Regions from separate parts of the Gossypium hirsutum genome. Here region 1 is linked to region 2. A link is a contact called in public Hi-C data. All regions are on one chromosome and are shown on one strand. Each heading gives the region's core, a stretch centred on a gene start, on an enhancer-like site or on the middle of the called end of the contact. The rest is flanking DNA. Distances are from core to core; before and after follow the strand shown.

Evidence for each region. Hi-C and Micro-C count contacts between places; a contact is called where the count stands out from the background.
Region 1: a Hi-C map of leaf shows a contact between it and region 2, with 3 times the contacts expected there. The contact joins the promoter of LOC107954952 here to the promoter of LOC107955717 in region 2. A contact is called at or near these places in 4 of 34 Hi-C or Micro-C datasets (hypocotyl and leaf).

What each region holds. Positions count from the first base shown.
Region 1 is chrA07:90,870,939-90,874,987 of Gossypium_hirsutum_v2.1, forward strand. It overlaps LOC107954952 (cytochrome b561 and DOMON domain-containing protein At5g35735), which reads left to right and starts at 2,412. Exons shown (of 3, transcript XM_016890647.2): 1 at 2,412-3,216; 2 at 3,312-3,566; 3 at 3,855-4,049. The coding sequence starts at 2,602.
Region 2 is chrA07:90,393,696-90,397,657 of Gossypium_hirsutum_v2.1, forward strand. It overlaps LOC107955717, which reads left to right and starts at 1,470. Exons shown (of 4, transcript XM_016891516.2): 1 at 1,470-1,670; 2 at 1,896-1,977; 3 at 2,137-2,295; 4 at 2,471-2,728. The coding sequence starts at 1,482. The coding sequence ends at 2,544. LOC121231809 (a long non-coding RNA gene) reads left to right here and starts at 3,572. Exons shown (of 3, transcript XR_005929869.1): 1 at 3,572-3,962.

The sequences.
Region 1 (4,049 bases), core at 1,162-3,661, 480 kb after region 2:
ATGACATATGAAATGTATGTGTGCTGATGCGCATTATCACATCCTCAAACTCTCAAACTATCTAAGAACTTCTTCCATTTTAGTCGAAAACGCTGAACACTTTTAAAATACCTTAAACCTAAAAAACCTTAAACCCTAACCCTAAAACACTAAAATCCCTAACCTTAAAAAATAAAAAACCTAACCCTGGAGAGAGAAAGTGAAAACGCGTCCAGCTAGGCGCACTTTCCTGCCATCTGTGCAGAAAACGCACCCAACTAGATGCGTTTTTACTTTCTCTCTCCTGAAAGCGACCTATTTCCCTAATTAAATTTTAAAATGACCTAAAAGCCTAATTAAAAAAAGTTGGCCTATTCACCTTATTTAGCCTAGTTAATCATAAATAAGTAATTTTATGACTAGTAAAATGATACAAATATAATTAATATATTTATAGAATTTTAATTATTTATTACTACAATTATTATTTAACATAATGCAAATTTAACATATATTTTATTATTTAATATAAAGTATATTATTTATTATTTATTTTATGTATATAAAAACTTATGCAGTGTTTTTAATAGTTATTTTCTATTTTTACTTTACCATTACAATTGCATTTGAATTCCAACACACATAAAACAGTTTATTTTAATTTCATTTCTACAATATACAATCTCACCACTACAACAATTTAATCTTATCAATATTATTATTTTTAATCTCACTAGGGTAATATGACTAAAAGAATCTAAAAACTTAATTATTTACAATTGTGTTTTCTTGAATTATTAGAATAAAAAATTATGAGAATGTTTGGTAAAGAAAATTTTGGATTTTTTAGCTGATTTGGGTACAAATGGATGATTGGGTAGTCAAACCCTCTAATTGTAGTGTTTGGTGAATGGAGGTTTGCAAAAGCTTGTTGAACTAAAACCTCCAAAACAAAAAATGCAGGGATGAGTAACTTTTTTTAGTAGTTGATTGGGAATGAGATATGTAGAATGACATATCTAACCATACTTGCTAAAAAATTACTCTCTTTGTCACATGCTCTCAAATCTAATAAGGATGCCAAGATATCAATAGCGTCTATTCTCTCATTTTCACTTCCACCTCCAAAGTCCAAAATAAATCTAAAAAAAAAAAACTCCACTGTGAATCTATAAAAATCAACATTGTCGCGAGAAATTTTTTATCGAGCCCATTCATCCTTGAATATTTATGCACTCTTAATTTATTTTCATTTTACTTGTGGAAAATGATTTCTTATACAACTTTATATTAATTGAAATATGCTACTTGACAAATTTATTCAGAGTGTGACATATTTATCACTAATTTATATACTAGGAACATGACATAATTATCACTAAGAATATAGTTTACAAATTATATTCATACACTATTAATGTTTATCAATTTTCACAAGGTTAATATTTGCAAATAACTTAAGAAATTTGTTTATTTAAAATTTCAAAAATATTCACTAATTAATTTTCATAATGGATATTTTAATTCCTTAGTAATAGTATTTTATCTTAATAATTTTACTCAATAAAGACTAAAGTATTATAAACAAATAAATACTTAACAATAAAATGTATCGTGTCCTTATTTATTATTTTACACATATCAACTTTTAACTATTAATTAAATTTTACCAAATACTTTTGAATAAACAGTCAATAAAATTAATTAGTCAAATCAATTAACAAAATCAATTAATTAAACTAACAATTATAATTATCAATAAACTATAAATTATCAGCCAATTGCTAAAGAGGGCTTATTTATTTATTAAATAAATTTATACTCTTTGAAGCCTTTAATCAAATGTGAACATAGACTTGCAGGCCTTTATTATTATTGAGTTTGGTTGCCAAATGCAGCTTTTGGCGGCCAACAGGCTCTTTTGCCGTCATTAATAATAGGTTTTTTTTAATGTGCATTTCTAAGCTTGTTAATGTGTTTTATTTCGTTTGTAAAAAAATTATTGTTTTATTTCGTTACAATCGTATTTAAATATTTTATATTTATATAATATGTTAATATTTTATACTATATTATTTTATGAAAATATATCAAAAATCTATAATTTATAACAAAAAATATTATATAAACTTTAAAATAATTATATTTTTATATATTTTTTATCTTATTGTACTTTTAAAAAAAAATTCCTTTTACCATTTCGATATTACGTTGTCATCTCTTACCAAACAAAGGTTAAAAAAACAGGTGGTTGAAGAGAGAGAACAAAAAAAACAAGTCCCAATATAGGTACATTTTCTTCCATGCTTCCTCCTTAATTCTAAAAGTCATCTCCATTACCCAAATAAAACACATTTTATAAACCAAAATCAAGACCAAGTATAAGTATACATTAAAGTAAATCAAGAGCTGAATGTAGAATAAGTCAAAAAAATACAAGCTCTTTTTACAGTCTTTTAAAGTACGACTTTTTCCCCTTCTATGCTTAATGCTCTCTACTTTATTACGAAATTGAGTTCTCTCTCTCTATATATATGTATGTTGTTGAGTTCCCCAAGGACTTAAGACAACAATCTGCCTTGAAAAACAAATTTTCTGGATTTCGTTTCACACAGTTTCGACATGGAGATCAAAGCCTGGAACCTTGTCCTGTTCTCGTGCCTGCTGCTTTCTTTATTGGCTTCACCCTCATCTGCCCAGACCTGTGTTAGCCAAACATTTCCCAACAACAAGCAATATGCCAACTGCACCGATCTTAGAGCCTTGAGCAGTTATCTCCATTGGACATATCATCAATCAAATGGAACTGTTGAGCTGGCTTTTCGACACACCGGCACCACCTCGTCACGGTGGTCGGCGTGGGGTATCAATCCTAGTGGACCGAGTATGGTGGGTACCCAGGCTTTGGTTGCCTTTGTCAACTCTAGTGGCGTGACTCAGGCGTTCACAACGTCGATTGATAGCCTATTCCCTACCCTGCAACCCACAGATTTGAGCTTCCAGGTTCCAAGTCTGTCAGCAACGTTCGAGAATGACGAGATGACGATATTTGGTGTTTTGAGAATCCCCGAAAACATGTTGTCAACCAGTCAGGTTTGGCAGGAAGGTCCTGTGAGTAACGACCAATTACAGCCTCATACTACTGATGGAGCCAACCTTCAATCCAGGGGAAGTATCAATTTCCTTACAGGACAATCTGCAGGGGCTTCATCTGATTCAAGGACAAGAAGAAGAAATGTAAGCGGTTCGAATCTTCCCTAGAGCTAGAATTGCCATAAAAAAAAAGGGATTCCTTTCCAGATTTTTAAAGTTGGATTGTTTGAATTATCCAGGTTCATGGAGTATTGAACACTGTGAGCTGGGGAATATTGATGCCGCTGGGAGCCATAACAGCTAGGTACATGAAGGTGTTCAAATCTGCAGACCCGGCATGGTTTTATCTCCACGTTGCTTGCCAATCATCGGCCTATGTTGTTGGTGTGGCAGGGTGGGCGACGGGTATTAAGCTCGGCAGTGACTCTCCTGGAATCACGCACAATCCTCATAGGACCATTGGCATTATCCTCTTCTGCTTCGGAACTCTTCAAGTAATTTCTTCTCGAAAACATATTCATATGCGACGCTAGTATCAGGATTATGCATACCTTAATGAACCTTAACAATTTTTGGAGGCCGAAATTAAATTAAAAATTTTTATGGCAGGGCCCTACTTTGGCCCCTCTAGTGCCATCCTAATGACAGGGAGACTTGTTAAAGTGTGCTTTTAGTCTTTTTCTTCATCTTGCCGTCATGGGGATGGCGTTTCTAAATAGTTGGCTTAAAGACTACTCCAATTTCAAGCTATTAATTACTTTAGATTGTTATATTAATGACAGGTCTTTGCTTTGCTTCTGAGGCCAAACAAGAATCACAAATACAGATTGTATTGGAACATCTACCATCATTCCATTGGTTACAGCGTGATCATCCTCAGCATCGTCAACATTTTCGAGGGTTTCGACATCCTTAACCCTGAAGACAAATGGGAGAGAATTTACATTGGAATCCTCATATTTCTGGGAGCTATGGCC
Region 2 (3,962 bases), core at 220-2,719:
TAAATTTTGGAATTTGGAATTTGGAATTTGGAATTTTTAAAATCCAAATGTCATAAAATTTTCTTTCTTGAATAAAACTATATCAAATTGTTAATGAATTAAAAACTATATCAAGTTTCTATAGCTACAGTTTTTGTTATTCTGATTATATTTGATTTTTTCAAGATTTTAATATAATTTTAACTTGATTTAGTTTAACCCCCAAAAATTTAAGAATGAAATAAAAACTTATCAAACTTTCTACAGCTACTTTTTTTTATAAGATTTTGGATAAGAATGAAATAAAGCTTAAATCTAGTTGAAGCCAAAATTTAAATTTAATTATTCAAATAATGTATGTGAAATAATTCAAACTCTTATATTTGAAATATTTTATTCCCAAGCAATGATCTAGAATTTCAAATTTAAATTTTTAAAATTCAAATGTAAGTTTCAAAATATTACCTAAATGTTGAATCAAAATTAGTCTAAATTTGAAGTGTTGAAGTTGTTATGATGAGCACCGGGTGCAACTCCCATTGTTATTGGGTAGTGTTCAGTATTGTAACTTATTATATTTGGAGTTAAAAATTTTTGTAAACAAAATTTTGAGTTGTGATCTTTGATGATGTTTTGAATGTGTAAGTCTAACTATGATGTCCAAACTATCTATAAAAATATATATTGAAGAATTAATTTGGATAGGGTTAAGTAAATCAGCATTTTTCTTTTGAGGAGATTGAATCAGATTGGAAAAACTTAGTAACATATCTTGAAGTTGAAGACTTATCTTGGACTTAGAGAATATATTCTTTGAGCTTATTATCTCACTATTTTGATGGAAAGATTGACTGTAATTAATCTAGCATGTTAGTAAGTCTCAAATACTTTTATAGTTGACAATGCTTTTGAAAACATGTGAATTACTTGATTTTCAACCTAAGTTTTAGAAAATTTAGAGGAGAAATCTAAATCTTAGGTGTAACAGTCAAGTGACTAATCTAGTTAGTATTAGAACTTGAATCACTAGCTATACAAAGTGTTAAGATAATAAATGATATCTCTGAGTAAAACCTTATAAATGTAAAAAAATCAAACTGCATAATTATAATGATGTTTTATCTTTGTTCTTTAGCAGTACACTGCTCGTAGCACTCTTCTAACGCTACTAAAGCATTCTTACAAATATTGTTCTCAATCCTAAAGCGAAAGTGATCAAACCCATTGACCAGGTTAGAATAGTAGGAGCTCTTCGTACCTTTTTTTTTTTTATTACATCTTTAATCACTGTTCATAAATATGATTTTTATAATTCACAAATGAAATCTTATACATATAAATAGTCTTGAAATTACCTGTTTGCCGCTCCAAAAAGAATTGGAATGTAGTCCAATAATTTGGTTAGACTCTTGAAGGCCCGTTAGTTGTGGGCCGAGCTTGTTTGCATTCATCTCTTTTAAAGTACTAGTATTGACGGTTCAAGTTCCATATCAATATGCAAAATGTCAGCTCTTCTATTCACAAAATCAACTCTGACAAGAAGCAAAGATGAAGTTTATGTGGCAGCAGTGGCACTAAGAGCTACAAAGGGACCGGCCCAGCTTTTGATGTCAACTGCTTACTCCCTCAGTGTCTGGGACTTGCAACACTTCATGGTCATCATCAAACCCTCTTCTCCTCTCCTTTCTCAGGTTCTTTCCTCTTCATTATCTCCCCATAATTTTTCTGCTAGTAGGAGCTAGCTTTGTCTGAAAAATCTAACTGAAGCAAGCTGCAATAAGTACAACAGCCCTTATCATCCTTTGAACTCACCTCTCTCCATTTTAATTCATATAAATTTTTTATTATTTATCTTTGGTAATATTTGTTTACAATTTTAGGGATATTTAATCTGAATCTGAAAATTTTAAGTGTAGGCCATTGTCTTTGATTTTCAACCTGAAGATCCAGAGAACATATACACGGCACTTGCTGCTCTGTCTGGTAGAGCAGTACCAGGTTTGCTATAGTAGACTTCTGCCAAATTTTATTTATTACTATCAAAATTCATCAATGTATCAGATGTATCAACTTTCCAAAATTGAAAACTTATATTGGTACAGGCGATTATGGTTTAGTTAAAATTTTGGGATATAATTATAGTAACACTTGGGATAGGAGTTGTTCTTACAAGGAAGTTAAGGAAGCTGCCGAGGAGCAGATGTTGGTTCGTTGGATATGCTGAAGGGAATGCTGTTGATAAGGCCTATGACTTCAACAACACATGGGAGGTTGATTTGAGAATTGGGCTTCATGACTGTCGAGATTATACAAATGGTACTAATCTCATTATTCTTCTTCTCATTTTCTTAAGTCGAATCCAAATTTATTAGCATAAACCAATTAGGCTAAGCCACTTTAGATTCATTTTCATGCTTTTATTGATAAAATTACGGGAATAATTTCTCACTTGATTGTTTGGGCTCTAAATTTAGTTCCCTTGAAATGTAAGGTTTGGTTGAACAGCTGACTGGTGAAAAACTTGTGTTGGAGCATCTGAGAAGGAGAAATGGTGGTCAAAGTTAAATCATTATTTTTTATACCTCGCTTGATCATAACGCATAAGCAATGGCATCCATGTCTTTGAAGGAGCATTTGCTGAAACATTAATCACTGTCAATTCCATGGAATCCAGATTGTAAAAATCTCAGGTTAAAAAGTAGAAAAAGAATGATCTTTTTATTTCAAGGAAATCTATTTATGTCATGAATCTCATTATAGTATACAATTATAGAATGTTGCATTATATGTATTTTTTATAATTAATGATATATATAAACTTTATTAAAGAAATGATGAATATAAATATTTTGATTATGAATATGGATAATAATTTAACACAACATTAATTTTAAAAATTTTTGCTAAAATTTTTAATATATAAAATATTATATTATATCAATTCTATATCACATTTATAATACAACGTTCAAGTAGTTATTCTATATCATAATCTAGTATGTAACTATTCTACGTAACTTTTGAATTACCAAAAATAGATAGAAGTATTGAAGAAGCCTTTGGATTTAAAAGCAGATTCCATTTCAGCTATTCTATTGAAATTGAGTAAATTAACCCTTATACATTTCGAAAAGTATGTTAATTTAAATGTTTTTTTTATTAATTTGGTCTCTTCATTATAGTTAAAAATATCATTTTTTATTTTTTCTTAACAGTAATTCTATTTTTTTAAATCTTAAAAATAAATATAAATTATTAAAAATATTAAAAATTATGTTAAAATATTTTTAAAAATAAACATTATAAATAAAAATTTCTAAAAATTAAAAATATATATGTAAAAAAATCTAAAAAGGTTACAAAAAATTTTTAAAAATTTTATCAAATTTTTGAGTTGAAACCTAGAAACCATCGTCTTTTTACAAGACTTTCTTCCATATTTTACAAAACCTAGAAAAATAAAAAAATATTTTGTAACGCCTTAAATAATTTATTTTTGTATCTGTAAATTTTAATACAAATATTTGTCTGTTTTAATGATTAAGTGTTCTAGGTGTGTTTGAGAGGTCTTGGGTTCAAGTCTTACCTTTGCCAAATTTTGTTATTTTTTTAATCCTAGCCTTACCCTTGTTGAGTGGGCTTATATAAAATTGTCTGTTAATTTATATCAGAATGAGCTTGCTAGTTTGAGTGGTAAAAGAGTTAATATGTTGGAGGTTTTGTGTTTAAATCCTTACGTTAATAAGAGTGTTAATTTTTTCTCAGTTGTTTGACAAAGTTTCGGTGGAGCCAAAACTCTGATGTAGTTGTGAGTTAGTGGGAGAGATATGGGGGATTTTTGTTATCAATTTTTTTTTCAAATTTTTTTCTCTCTCCTTCAGGAAATTTTGACGTGAGTTTTCCCTCCTCTCTTTTTCCCTTGGTTAATCTGTGCAACTTTCTTTTTGTTTCTCTCATTATACTCGAATTTTGGTGCTTGCCTT